Linked DNA regions of Sus scrofa: regions 2, 3 and 4 are each linked to region 1. A link is a contact called in public HiChIP or PLAC-seq data. All regions are on one chromosome and are shown on one strand. The core of a region is the stretch at or near the end of the contact, and the rest is flanking DNA. Distances in the headings are between cores, read along the strand shown.

Region 1 (3,076 bases), core at 217-2,716:
TTTTATTTGGCAGTATTTACACCAGAGGAGTAGGGGCCATTGTGTGTCAGTGGCGACTGGAAATGCACAGCAGAGTCCCAGGAGAATGCCACTGTCGGTCTTCACCACAATTAGCAATTGTCAGGCCAGGGGCAGTGACTGGGTGGGTGTCGTTCCCTATGTGGCGGGTTCCGTATGTCACAATCCACTGCCTGCTCCTGCCAGAGGCAGAGGAGAGTAGAGGGGTCCCGGGACCTCAGTTCCTTTTCTGCCTGGTCCTGTCTATCCCACCACTTACATATAGGCCCCTTCTGCTTGGGACATGTCCTGTTATATGTCTAGTGGAATTCCTGTGGCCTGGTGAAATGGAAAGAGGAGTGCTCGCCACTTGCCACCTGGTGGCCTTTGGCTTCTGTTTCTCCATCTTTAAAACAGGGGAGGAGGTAGGAACCAGACCAGATAAGCTCAAAGATCCCTCCCAGGGTTCCAGTTCCCTTGTGAAGTGAAGCCTGGTCCTGACTCCTGTGTGCAGGTGCTGAGGGAAGGAAGTTAAAGGTGATCGGTGGGGGTCTGGAGAAAGCCTCCCCAGTTCCCCTGTAATTTCCCCCAAGCGGAGGTTCTGTTGAAGTGGATTAGGGCAGAGACTTGGGAGTCATTACTCGGCAGGGCATGATGCCAGGGAGCAGGGGCTTCCCTCACGTCCCTGACCACAGCAGGACCACCTTTAAGGAGGAAGTGGGTTAAGGTGGGACACATGTGTGCTGCCCAGCGCTGTCCACAAAGGGAGCAGTTGTGTTAGCAGGTGGAGCTGTGTCTCATCTCCCAATGCCAGGGAAGAAGAAGGTGGGCTGCTGGGGTGAGTGCGAGCACCTTTAACCAGGAGGCCTGGCTCCCCACTCTGATGGCATCACGCTGCAGCTGTCATGCTCTTCCTCTGAGCCTCAGTTTCTACATCTGTCAGATGGCTGCTGCTGTAAATCCCTGTCCTGCTAGCTGGATTGGGACTGGGAAAACATCAGCTACTGCAAAAGAAGGGGCCATACTTCTGGCATCCCTATCCACATGTGTGTTTGTTTATGGGTGTGTATATGAATGAACATCCCCAGGGTTGTCCCATCATGACATCGTGGACACAGACTTGCTGAAAGTACTGAGTCCTTCCATCTGAGACGGCCAACGAGAGGACTGAACTAGAAAGCTGGTGGCCTTGAGAGGAACAGGCTTAAGAACTGCTGAATGGAGTCCTGTCATATTTGGGGGGAGGGGGAGAGCCGTGTGGATCAGAGGTGAGTCACCGTGCATGAGCGCTGGGGAGTCACCTTGAACCTGAGCCAAAAAAGTAGAAATACTGGGACTTGGGTTTATCTGCGTTACATCAGGTACATCAAGTTCTGGATGGCCGCCCACTGGCCAGAGACCTGAGGTGGACGGCTCTCCCTTGCTGCCCTGGGAAGGCTTTCTGCTGGCTGCGGCCCCGCTGAGCAAAGTCCGCTTGTTCAGTGGAGTTCACACAGACTCCTTGCCAGGCCTGCCCAGAATCCTGTCTCCTCTGACTTCCTGTGCTCTTGCATAATATTTCCTTGCTTCTTGAATGGCTGCCCCCGGTGCGGGGGCAGCTCCCTGACGCGGCTGGACGGAGAGCAGGATGTGGAGGGAGGGCAGGGATGTGCAGACGTCACCCAGGGGTGCCTGGGCCCCCAGGGAGGAGGGCGGTGCTCCCCAGATTGCTTGGAGGGAGATTTTAGCATAGGGGTGGTTAGGGAGACGATGCAAGCACATGTGTGCATACACACACCGCCCCCAAACACACATACACACACAGCCCAGACCCCATAAGTTGTCTCTCCCGTAAAATTATGTTTAGGGTAGTTGTTTTCTTCTGATGGTAGAAAGTATACACGTTCCCTGTGAAAAGTTATGCTATAGGAAGGCATCGAGTAAAAATAAAAGTCACCAGAATTCCACCATCCAGAGATAACCACTGTTAACACTTTGGGGAACATAACTTTCTTCCGTACAGCAAATATGGACATGTAATTACAGATTATAATCCTACTCTGTGCTCTCGTAAAAATGCATTTTCTATACAGTGACCTATCAGTATTCTCTCTTGCTCTAAACAAGACATAGATTTAATACAGCTGCGTGTAGTTCCACTTAACAGATGATCATAATGCAACTCCTATTCATTCCCGTTCAACTTCAGAAAACAAGCTCTCACCAGGCCAGAGATGTTCTCGAACTTGGAAAGCAGCATCTCTGCCTACGCCTGACCAATGCGGTAGCTCTGGTGTCCCAGAAATAAGTACAGATGAAAAGCTTTTGCACCCATGTAGGCCTTTCTGGAGGCTCAGAGTAATTCACGTGATGACATAGAGGAGGGCGGTCAGGGCCGGCCTGGGCGTCCTCTTTGGGGAAGATCATCTCCCAGTGTGTGTCTGCTTTGAGCCAGGAGCCACTAGCCAGAAGAACAAGTTTTTCAGAAGAACGGGTTTTTCTTCAGTCCTGTCTTCCTGTGCCCAAGAATTCAAATAAGCTTCATTTTAAATCTTAATTGGGGATCACCCTCTTGAAATTTTGTCACCGTGTGTACCTTTTAAAAGGCACCCTTCCTTCTTTACACAGTCTTGTATTTATGATATGGAAAACGTGAGTGCATCTATAGTGCCCTTCAGATTTGTAGCAGGTGGAAGATAAAGCCAGATTTTTTTAGCTGAAATAAATATGCTGTCGCTACCATGTTTCTGTCCCATCCCTGAAAGCTGGATATGTTTACGGTTGTTCCACCGGGAACCCAGTGGCTAGACAGCATTTGCTTGTTTCCTTTGAGTCCTTTTTAAACTGGCTTGGCTAGTCTTTTGATTTAATCAAGAGTTTTTAGTCTGAGGCTGGGCTCATTGCTTGTGGTTCAAAATTGCTTGTTAGGTTTACTTTTGAGTCAAGACAAAATTTGTTTCCTAGAGCTAGCTCTCTGTTTCAGACTTTGCGTCTAAGTTGAAAAGCTTGCTGTCACTGGTCAGCTTAAACACATTTATTTAAAAGTTCTCAGGCATCGTTTAAAATAAAAATTTGCAACAGAATTTAGCGCCAATAGAAT
Region 2 (3,076 bases), core at 325-2,824, 240 kb before region 1:
GTGTTAGCTAACGCTATGGGCGGTAGTCAGTTTGTGGTATCCTGGTCGATCAAATCAACAGGTGGTCCTGCAATGTTTTGTGTCAGTTATATCTCAATAACACTGGGGAAAAATAGGGACTGGGTGATAATGACCATCTCCTAAAGCCATTTCAAGGTTTGGATGATATATGTGAAAGGGCCTGGCGCGGTGACTAAGTCACACCAGCTTCTTTCTTTCCTGTTTAGTGTCAGCTGGGAAGTTAAGGAGGGCGGTTGGGTGTGGTACTGGCTGGATGGGGGCCCTTCCTCTATATTTATCTTCTTTATAAGCCAATTATACTCTTGGTACAGTTTTGAGAAAAGAAAATGGAAGAGGCTACATAGCATTTAACATTCTTTTTGAAAAAACACACTGGCAGCAATTGCCAAATTACTGAAGTTCCCAGACGAGGGAGCGAATGTTGTGTCTTGGCAAAGTGGGATGGGGAATTTTTAGTGTGATATTTGAATAAAGGAAATCTAAACTAGGGGAAAGAAAAGCTGCCCCTGATCGGATCACTGTACAATGAAGAGCTGTATAAAAACCATTTGTCCTCACCGCATGTTTACTTACCAATGGGCAGGATACCTTGCAGGCCAACAGTTCAAACTACTGTTAGCTCCCAAGCCTTGTGGGAACTTAAAGGGAACCGGCTTTGGAAATGGCTGGAAAACTGCTTCGGCTCACAAATACTGATGCCTCTCAAGTGTTCCCCAGTACTCGTCTCGGTCCTGGGTGATAGGGTGTTAAATGTCTGGAAAGATGAAATGAAGGCATAGTGATAACATTCCCCCCTTCCAAACATATACCCTCACCCTCAACGCTCTGTCCAGATCATTCCCTGTAACATTCTTGTTCTGTTACATCAAACTTCCAGGCTTAGCCATGCTTTATAATGATAAACAAAGCTCTACCGACTCCAAACATTGGATTGACAAAAATAGACAGTTTGTTTTGATTTGCTTTTGAAATGCTGATTTCCTTTTTGAATTTTCCTCCTCTTCATTGCAGGAACTGCCAATGTCTTCAAGTCTGGGGACCTCGATCTTACTCATCAACATTTGCAAGGCCAGCATGGCTCCTGGCTTTTAGGTCAGATTCAGAAAGTGTCTTTCAAGTGCCATTTTTTTCTTCCAGTTCCTCAGGCATCCTATCTGCTGTTCACAGGCATTTTAGTGTGGTAGTAAGGTCACCGCCTTGGTTTCAATCCCATCTCCATTTTAGCTGGCTGTGTGATTTTGGTTAAGCGGCCTAACTTCACGTTGAAGATGACAATAGTTGATAAGGCTACTTTTGAGGATTCAGTGAATGAATAATGTGAAGTCTTATACCAGGCTAGGATATTTATTACTGTTCTCTTCAAGTTTGCCATTTCTTGCTCTCCCACCTTCTACCAGTTTCTCCGTGCCTCTTACACCTTCCCTTCTGGAGAGCAGCAGTTCCAGGGAGCTTGGAAACCAGTTTTCAGCTCTGCCACTGCTTCCTTTTCATCCTCGCCCTCGCCTCCGCAGAGCCTCAGGTCCCCATGCTGATGTTCCAAGAGACTGTTGCTAAATAAACAACAGTCTTATGAGTCACAGTGAATTTAAAAAAAAAAAAAATGAACAGAAGGCCTGACATCTCCAAATTCTGCCACTGGGCTTGCGACACGACATAGAAGCCAAGCGTAATGTGAAGGACGTCCCAAGGGACTCTTCCCTGAGTCCCAGTCGTATCCCCACAGACATGGAAATGATGCCCGTGCCCTCCTCAGACTGCTTACCTGGCTGTAGGAAGAAAGACCTCCTCAAATAAACCTCCACCCAGGCTGTCCCTTTTGTCTCTACTGATCATGTTTCTTTGGCTGTACGATGGGTTCGTTCATGTTAAATTTTTTTTTAAACAATAGATAAATAATACCAGCTTCGCTCCCAGGGTCTAAGTTGCATCTCTGGATTAGTTCAGCTTTCCTCTTTAAAGTATCTCTTTCCTTATTTATTATTGATTCAAGAAATAGTTAAGGATGGCAGTCCTGACTGCCTTGATTAGACCCTATGTCTCTGCTTGATAGTTCCCTCTGTGGCTCCTGTTCACTGCTGACATCAGAGGAAGAGGTTTGGGGTCCCAACCACCATCTCCTATCATTAGGGTTCTTGATGGGTCTCCACGGCAGAGCCTAGCTTGCTTCATCTTCCACTTGAATTGGTTGTGCTTCTGGGCTTTTAGGCTTACAAGCTGGTGTCATTTCTAAGATGGCCATTTTTTTAACCTCTTGAGGCTAGGACATCTGATCTGGGCTGATATTTCAGGAAAGTCTGACTTCTTCACCACATCTGGAAGCTCCCTGAGGGCAGGTCCTGTGTCTCGGGCATCTGAGCCTCACACAGAGTCTGGCTTTCAGTGGTGGCCCAGGGAATACGAACTGAGCTGAATGAGGATTTATCTGGAAGGACTAGGGAGTTACAGGCATTTCAGGGAGAGGTTTCCATGGGAAAGAAGGCAGGTGGGAAGCAGGAAATACCAGGCGTGAACTTTAATTCGACTGCAATTTAGTTACATACGAGAGTAATCGCAGGGCAGACAGGTGGCTGTGCGCTTCGAATACCTTTGAACAGTGTTGTCTCTTCTGGCTTCAGGTTAGAATCACAGGGGCTACTTTACAAACATACCCCCTAGTGGCCTCACTCCCTATTCGGTTATAACCAAATCCGTGTGGGTGGGGCCCTGGCAGGTTGAGAAGCACTGATTTAGGGCTTCTAGGGACAATCACAGACTGTGGTGAGAATCCCACACTGAGAGGCCCCGCTTACTATAAATCACTAACGATTGGAGAAATGGCAGAATCTGCCTCTATGTTTTCCAAGCTGTGGTTGAGAATTCTAGAGTGAACCTAGAAAGAATTGGGTAAAAAAAAAAAAAAAAAAAAAAAAAAATTGTGAAAGAGATCTGTGGATGACACAGCAGAATTAACAATAGGGACTAGTAAAAATCAGGGCAGGCAGTGCTACAGACTTTTGAAGACTTCACCACCTCTTCTTTCCCTTATTTGTAACCCTTGCACCCTGAGAATTGCTGA
Region 3 (3,076 bases), core at 238-2,737, 190 kb before region 1:
CCTTTTGCTTTGAATCTATCTGAATCTTTATTATTTAATGTATTTTTCTTGTAGATAACATATACATGGGATGGGTCTTATTTGTTGTTTCTTAATCCACTCTGACAGTTTCTGTCTTTTATTTGGTGTATATAGTGCATTATGTGTGAAATGATTATCAGGATCAGTGGCATAATAGCTACCATTTTGTAACCATTTTTTTGTTTGTTACATTTGTTCTCTTTTCCTCCCCCACCCTTTTTGTTGCTTTTTTACTAAAAAGAAAAATTGCCAATTGTAAGGTGCATCTTAACTTCAAAATTGTTAACATAAAGAAAAGGAAAGATGTTCTAGGACTTATGAACCATGGTCATAATACCCCCTTCATAAGGAGTTTGTTGGGCTTACCTAGGGCCATGCATCAAAGCACTTCACAAGGTATTTGGTGTGGTGGTGAGCACTAGATATTAACCATTTCCATAATTACTGTATTGGTCCTACTGAATTACTTCATAGACCTCACAGCTGACCTGGACACCCCACTTCCATCACTGCATCTCAGCTGAGAATAATTGCCCTAAATAGACAGACATATGGTTATGGGCTGAGGTTTTTTTTTTTTTTTTTTTTTGTATATGTGGTCACTTATGCAAATAGGCTCACTTGGCCTGTTTGATCTGCAGTCCACAGTTAATCATAGAACTCTGAAGTCAGACAGCCCCATACTTGAATCCCAGACTCATCTGGGATTACAGACAAGGAATTTCTTAACCTCATTACCAATGACACACTTAGAGATGAGAAATTTCTTAACCTCTCTAAGTCCCAGTGTCCTTACCTACAAAATGTTTATATTACTACCTTCCTTGAAGAAGATGGTAAGGACCCAGCAGGTGCCCACATCATGACTATTATTATTATCAATTGTCATCGCATCTCTCTTTCTAAATAAGATGCTTACTGTGCCTCAGTATACCTTTTTGAGCTGGAAACTCTAGGCAAGACTTAATGGGTGTGTAGAAGGATTTAAACATTAGCAGAGGAGATGTCTTGAATCATAAGAACAAATCTCTTCAGGTAGATTTGGCAGTGGGGAAAGGAGGCAGGGCTACTTCCTAGCATGCTTCACATAGGGAGTTCCCTCTCAGCCCTGGGGAAGGTCATCTCTAGGGCAAAAAGGGATTCCTGACTGGTGCAGGCATCAGGGACAACGTGATGGTAGCCACCCTTCTCACATCCATCATAAAACAATAGATCCTGATGGAACACCAGCTGCATATTCTTTGGTCCTGCTGTAGTGGGGATCCCAGGCAGGTGATTGTGCTTCATCTCTGCAGTTTTCTCCTCAGCAATATTCTAGGTAATGCTAGTTATTCATTTTCCTTTACTTCCTTATTTTTCTCTTGTATTTTTGTTTCCTGAATTTGCAGTTCTTATTTAATGAGAATGAATCACTGCCTCTGTCTTCACTCCCCAGACATATTTGTAATATCTGAACAATACCAAGCTGGGCCTTTGGACCCAGATGGGCAGGAGAAGTGCCTGCACAGAAGAATCCCATAGTGCTTGGCTCTGTTTTACAGTGGTGGTGGGTATGTTGGACAGCATCAAACTAAATATGGGAAAAGCTAGTTCTGTCTAAAGGAAATTTCTGTGTCTGCCTTAAGGATCAGAGCAGTATTATTTCACAAGTTGTCAACTGCCCAAAGCAGAATAAAGTTTTCAAGCTCAGCTAGTTACCTTGGACTTTCACCCCCAACCTTGTACACTTTCTCAAACAATCCTGTTCCCAGCCTCTGCTTCCCATCCTTGCCAGGTTCCTATGAGGTGTAGTGGAGGTGTGTGCTGTTGATGAGAGTCTGAACACCTAACTTAGTTGTCACATAAGAAATGCACACCTCATTAGATCCCAACTCCTGGTGAGAAATGGCCACCAGTGTGTCTTGTTTAGAGACCTGAGGCCCTGAGCACATGGCTGGAAGAAGAAGCTGAGGGGTGTAAGGAATCCAGAAATGCCACCTTTCTGCAGATGCCATGGAATTCCCCAGTGGGCATCCTTTATTAGCGAAGGCGCCTTTGTTTACCTACATTTGACCATCAATGGGAGGTATAGCCTTGCATGCATGAGGCCAGATTTGGGAGCTATCTATATGTGCTTTAGCACTGACTTCAAAGCTCCCAAGATCTGTTCATGTGTTTGTCTGAATTATAAATCAGTGTTTTCGATGGAAGCAAGATACAGAACTATATTTAGAGCCAACTTGGAATCAGACACAGGCTCCTTTGCCCCTCTGTAATTAGCACCCCATCATAGAGGGTACCCTGGGGAGTCCATCTCAGAGAGCGTTTTCCCATTGTTTGCCTTCTTTTCTTTTATCTTTGTATGTAAGTCTTCATCTTTGTTTGTCTTTTCAACATAAGGCAAATAAAATTCCTTACTATTAGGAACCAAAGGCCTAAAGTTACACAGAGAGAGAACTTGCTGTATAATAGTAACAGGGGCAGGAGAATCAGGGTGAGATTTTCCCCAAAAGGTGAATGAGTGAGCCTTCATCCACCTGGCGGCTTATGGGATTTCAGAATGTGAGTAGGGTGTACTCCTTGCTTGGTCCCGAAATGGTTCACGCCTGTTAGTTTTGTCTCCCCAATTAAATCATTAGCCTTGGAGGTCCAGGAACATGATCTGTCCTCCCCTCGGATCCTCCAAGGTGCCTAGCGCAGGGCTATGTAGGAGGTAAGCCTGCTTCAGGGAGGATATCCCTGTTTGGCAGGTGGGCACGTTTCTGCAGATGGAGAATGTCCAATGAGAGCTGCCTTTTAGGACTTCTCAGAGAGCAGTGTGCTCTCGTGGCAGTGAACTGCTCGGCAACTACAACCCACAGTCGGATTCTAATCTAAAATGTCCAAGGTGATAAGCAGTTTGGTAACGGTGTCCCAGATGCCTTCATCCTAGTTTCAAAGAAAAGAAGATGATGATAAAAATAAGATAAGGTGAAAGGAGATGAGTGAGCATCTAGTGACCCAGTGCTGTTGACCCCTTAGAACATTTATGAAATAAGAAGGCTGGAAGATTCTGCTGGTGTTCTCCCCACCTCCT
Region 4 (3,076 bases), core at 234-2,733, 160 kb before region 1:
AGGAATGCTGGGCCCTGCGTAAGGTTCCGTGGTCCACTTACGCCAGGCTCCAGGCCCACCCCACGGAAAGGTTACTCTTGGTCCTTTAGCTGGAGTGGCCCTTCTATGCTGACAGAATGCTGGCTGGATTTGAACTGCAAGTCGCTGGGCCCAAAAAAGGCAAGATCAGCCGCCCTTGCCTTCTAAGGACAGTCGCAGTGTCCTGTTTGTCCCTCCGGTATAGAACTTACACTTACCATCCCACGTAGTCTGGACATGGGTCCACCTCTCTCTCCAGACCCATCCTTGAGGACAGGGACTGTGTCCTCTCTTGCATCCTCAAGGCCAAGCACGAAGGCAGACCCCAAGTGGCAAGTCAGTAAATATCATGGAACATTATGCCGCAGGGCCAAGTAGGATGTATTAGGAGTTGCAATGATGCCATTAATTAGACTGTCATTAGAAGGGGCTTAATACAGGTGCTGCCTATTTTCCCATCCAGACCCTGAGCAGACCTTGGGTGCCAGGCACTTTGCAGAGCTCTGGGGACCAGGCTTGTGTGTGAACACAAAGAGGTTAGTTCTCATGGAGTTCGTGGTAGGGAAACTGTAAACTCAAGGACATATACAAGCCAATAATTGCAAATCGTGATCATTGCTGCGAAGGAAATAACTGACGAGACTGGGATTAAAGGAGGGGTTGGAGGTGTTGCTCCTTCCTTTACCGTGGGATGGTGGGGTGCTTTAGACAGGGTGGCCGAGAAAGAGACATCTTTGAGGAAAGGGGATGGAGGCAGTGGATTGGAATGGGACAAGGAGTCTGTTCTCCGGAGAGAGGGAACAGCAATGTGGCAAAGGTCTCAAGGCAGGAACGTGCCCAGGGATCTTGAGGAACCGTCAGACACCCCTGCGGCTGGACAGAGGGGAAGGTGGCACTAACTGAGAGGGTGGAGGGTCAGCCTGGGGCCAGAGTAAGGTGCTTGGATGCTGTTCTGACTGCCTTGGGGGTTGCTGGTTGGCAGAGGGTTCTTCCTGAGTATAACCAGAGAAGGGATTAGGAGATGCAAGAGAACATTAGATTGCCGCTGCCTCTGATGGTTCTGGCCCTCAGGGTCCTTAATAATAACATGTTTTAGTAGTTCTTATGTTATCTGAGAATAAGGTCATTTGGCTGCCAAGGGCCATGACCCACAGATTCACTTCTATACTCTTTCATCCATTTGACCAACAGGTATTGCAAAGCTAGGCTGCATCAGGTGCTGGGGGAGTGGGCCAGTATGAAAGACACATACCCCAGGGGGCCTGTGTGAGACATCGAGGCAGGAGACAGTCCCACACATCTGGGAACCACCCACCCACCCCAGGTCTGGATTTTGAGGGGATGTGATAAGGGAGGAGATGACAAGGCGAGGCTGGTGATGAGAGAGTCCACAAAGGGTCTCTTGTGCCATGGAAGGAAGCAAGTTCATGGGGCGCCACTGAAAAACGCAAGGAGGAGGAGAACATCATCTGATTTATATATTGTGTAACACATCTCCTGGCAGAAGTTTGCCCCAGCATGTAAAAGGGAAGCATTTGGTGTGCAACAGCCATGATTGCAAGTTCAAGCTTCATGGGCTTCAGCTGCCTTGGCCTCCCAGGATCTGAGATGAGAAGGGTCCTTGGGGATTAATTCCTCCAGCCACAGTATCTCGTATTTGAGGACAAGTAAAGATGAGAGACACAGTTGTCTTGAGGTCACCATTGTCCTTGGTTCTGGGCTGTGCAGTGAACCCCACAGAGCCATTTCAGAGAGCCAGTTGACTGATGGACTGGAGAGGAATAGGGGGACTGGGTGTAAGTGTCATGATGGTCAGGGCAGCTCATCCCACTTCCTGGGGACACAGGTCAAGACCTGTTTCCCATCAGTGGAGGTCAGGGTATTCTCCATGAGTATTCAGAATAAGAATTTGCTTTCATTACCTCGGATTAAAAAAAAAAAAGTAATTGGAGAATCATGCCCTCAGATACATTATTCTGCAGTGATTCCAAGTCCAAGAGCCAGGTACAGCCCCAGGCTATTTATTTTGGCTGTGAACAGGCATGCTGTTTTACACCTCAGGTTTCCAGCTGTCTGGGGTAGTAGCTGGGAGCCTGCTCTCTTCAGACAAGGGGTCATCTCTTTGGTCAAAACAGTAGTGTCTAGCTTATCAGTTACATCTTATAACTATGTTGCTATCAGTGGAAAAGCAACTACCACTCCAAGAGCAACAACTATGTTTGCGATCCTACCAAAGGACAAGCGTGTGGATACAGTGCTTTTTTTTTCCTTCCCCAAGCAACATAGCAAAGTGATTACAAACATGGGAGTTGATGTCAGGTAGCACCCACTTTGTCACTCACCACCAATGTGTTCTGGGCCAGGTCAGTCACCCCTGGGAACCCTCTTCTTCCACTTTAAAATGGGGAGAATAATTGTCTTACCAGATCCTAGGCTCTTTGTGAGATTAGATGAGATATGGCATATAAAAGATTTAACCCTAAGCCTGGTATACAAAAAAAAAAAAAAAAAAAAAGGCATTTGGAAAAAAAAAAAATGGTCGTTATGAGTTTGTTCCTAAATGATTAGACGTTTCCTATGAAAAGACTTGGAGAAGTCTTTCTCTGCACACCAGCCCAGAGTGAAATATTCTCATGGATGGTCAGGTATCGACACTGCATTGGAGCATTGTCTTGGCTCTGAAAGCAGAGTGTGCTTTTCTCTTTGCTGGAGAGGCAGGAGGTGCAGTCTCCTAGGCTTCTTGCTTGCCGTCCTATCTGGCGTAGGGTCATGTTTGAGCGACATGGCCCTCCTGGGAGTAACAGGAGGTGCTGCCGCAGAGAAAGCTGGGATGAAGGATAACAGCAAATCACCAGCTTTTGCCGAAATCTTGAGGGGGCAGAGGGTCTTGCTCTTGAACGCATGGTTAAATGGATGAAGGCGTTTGGCCACATCTGCCAGAGGAGCCTGGGTTCCCATCTTGATTAACCACAGTCATTGTCGAGTCTCCTCTCTCCGTCCAAAAACAAGCCGAGTTTCTTCATAAGCTCCCCCTGCGGGCCTGCTCTCTGCTGATCCA

Evidence for each region. HiChIP or PLAC-seq counts read pairs in DNA pulled down with a chosen protein or histone mark.
Region 2: a contact with region 1 is called in an H3K27ac HiChIP or PLAC-seq map of alveolar macrophages. The contact joins two enhancer-like sites. A contact is called at or near these places in 2 of 47 Hi-C or Micro-C datasets (liver and skeletal muscle) and 2 of 2 datasets of contacts at active chromatin or transcription factors (alveolar macrophages and skeletal muscle).
Region 3: a contact with region 1 is called in an H3K27ac HiChIP or PLAC-seq map of alveolar macrophages. The contact joins two enhancer-like sites. A contact is called at or near these places in 2 of 2 datasets of contacts at active chromatin or transcription factors (alveolar macrophages and skeletal muscle).
Region 4: a contact with region 1 is called in an H3K27ac HiChIP or PLAC-seq map of alveolar macrophages. The contact joins two enhancer-like sites. A contact is called at or near these places in 1 of 47 Hi-C or Micro-C datasets (skeletal muscle) and 1 of 2 datasets of contacts at active chromatin or transcription factors (alveolar macrophages).

What each region holds. Positions count from the first base shown.
Region 1 is chr3:94,234,306-94,237,381 of Sscrofa11.1, reverse strand. The region is part of intron 1 of EPAS1 (endothelial PAS domain protein 1); the gene reads left to right. Among named protein-coding and RNA genes, the nearest start is that of EPAS1, 18 kb to the left of the region's middle. Within about 2 kb of position 1,466, at least 42 of the 83 cell types and tissues checked have an H3K27ac peak or open chromatin away from gene starts, as enhancers often do. A contact at or near this core is called in alveolar macrophages, where this site is marked.
Region 2 is chr3:94,479,074-94,482,149 of Sscrofa11.1, reverse strand. The region is part of intron 11 of PRKCE (protein kinase C epsilon type); the gene reads left to right. Among named protein-coding and RNA genes, the nearest start is that of EPAS1, 230 kb to the right of the region's middle. Within about 2 kb of position 1,574, at least 7 of the 83 cell types and tissues checked have an H3K27ac peak or open chromatin away from gene starts, as enhancers often do. A contact at or near this core is called in alveolar macrophages, where this site is marked.
Region 3 is chr3:94,420,317-94,423,392 of Sscrofa11.1, reverse strand. The region is part of intron 12 of PRKCE (protein kinase C epsilon type); the gene reads left to right. Among named protein-coding and RNA genes, the nearest start is that of EPAS1, 170 kb to the right of the region's middle. Within about 2 kb of position 1,487, at least 1 of the 83 cell types and tissues checked has an H3K27ac peak or open chromatin away from gene starts, as enhancers often do. A contact at or near this core is called in alveolar macrophages, where this site is marked.
Region 4 is chr3:94,397,633-94,400,708 of Sscrofa11.1, reverse strand. All of the region lies in intron 12 of PRKCE (protein kinase C epsilon type), which reads left to right. Among named protein-coding and RNA genes, the nearest start is that of EPAS1, 150 kb to the right of the region's middle. Within about 2 kb of position 1,483, at least 2 of the 83 cell types and tissues checked have an H3K27ac peak or open chromatin away from gene starts, as enhancers often do. A contact at or near this core is called in alveolar macrophages, where this site is marked.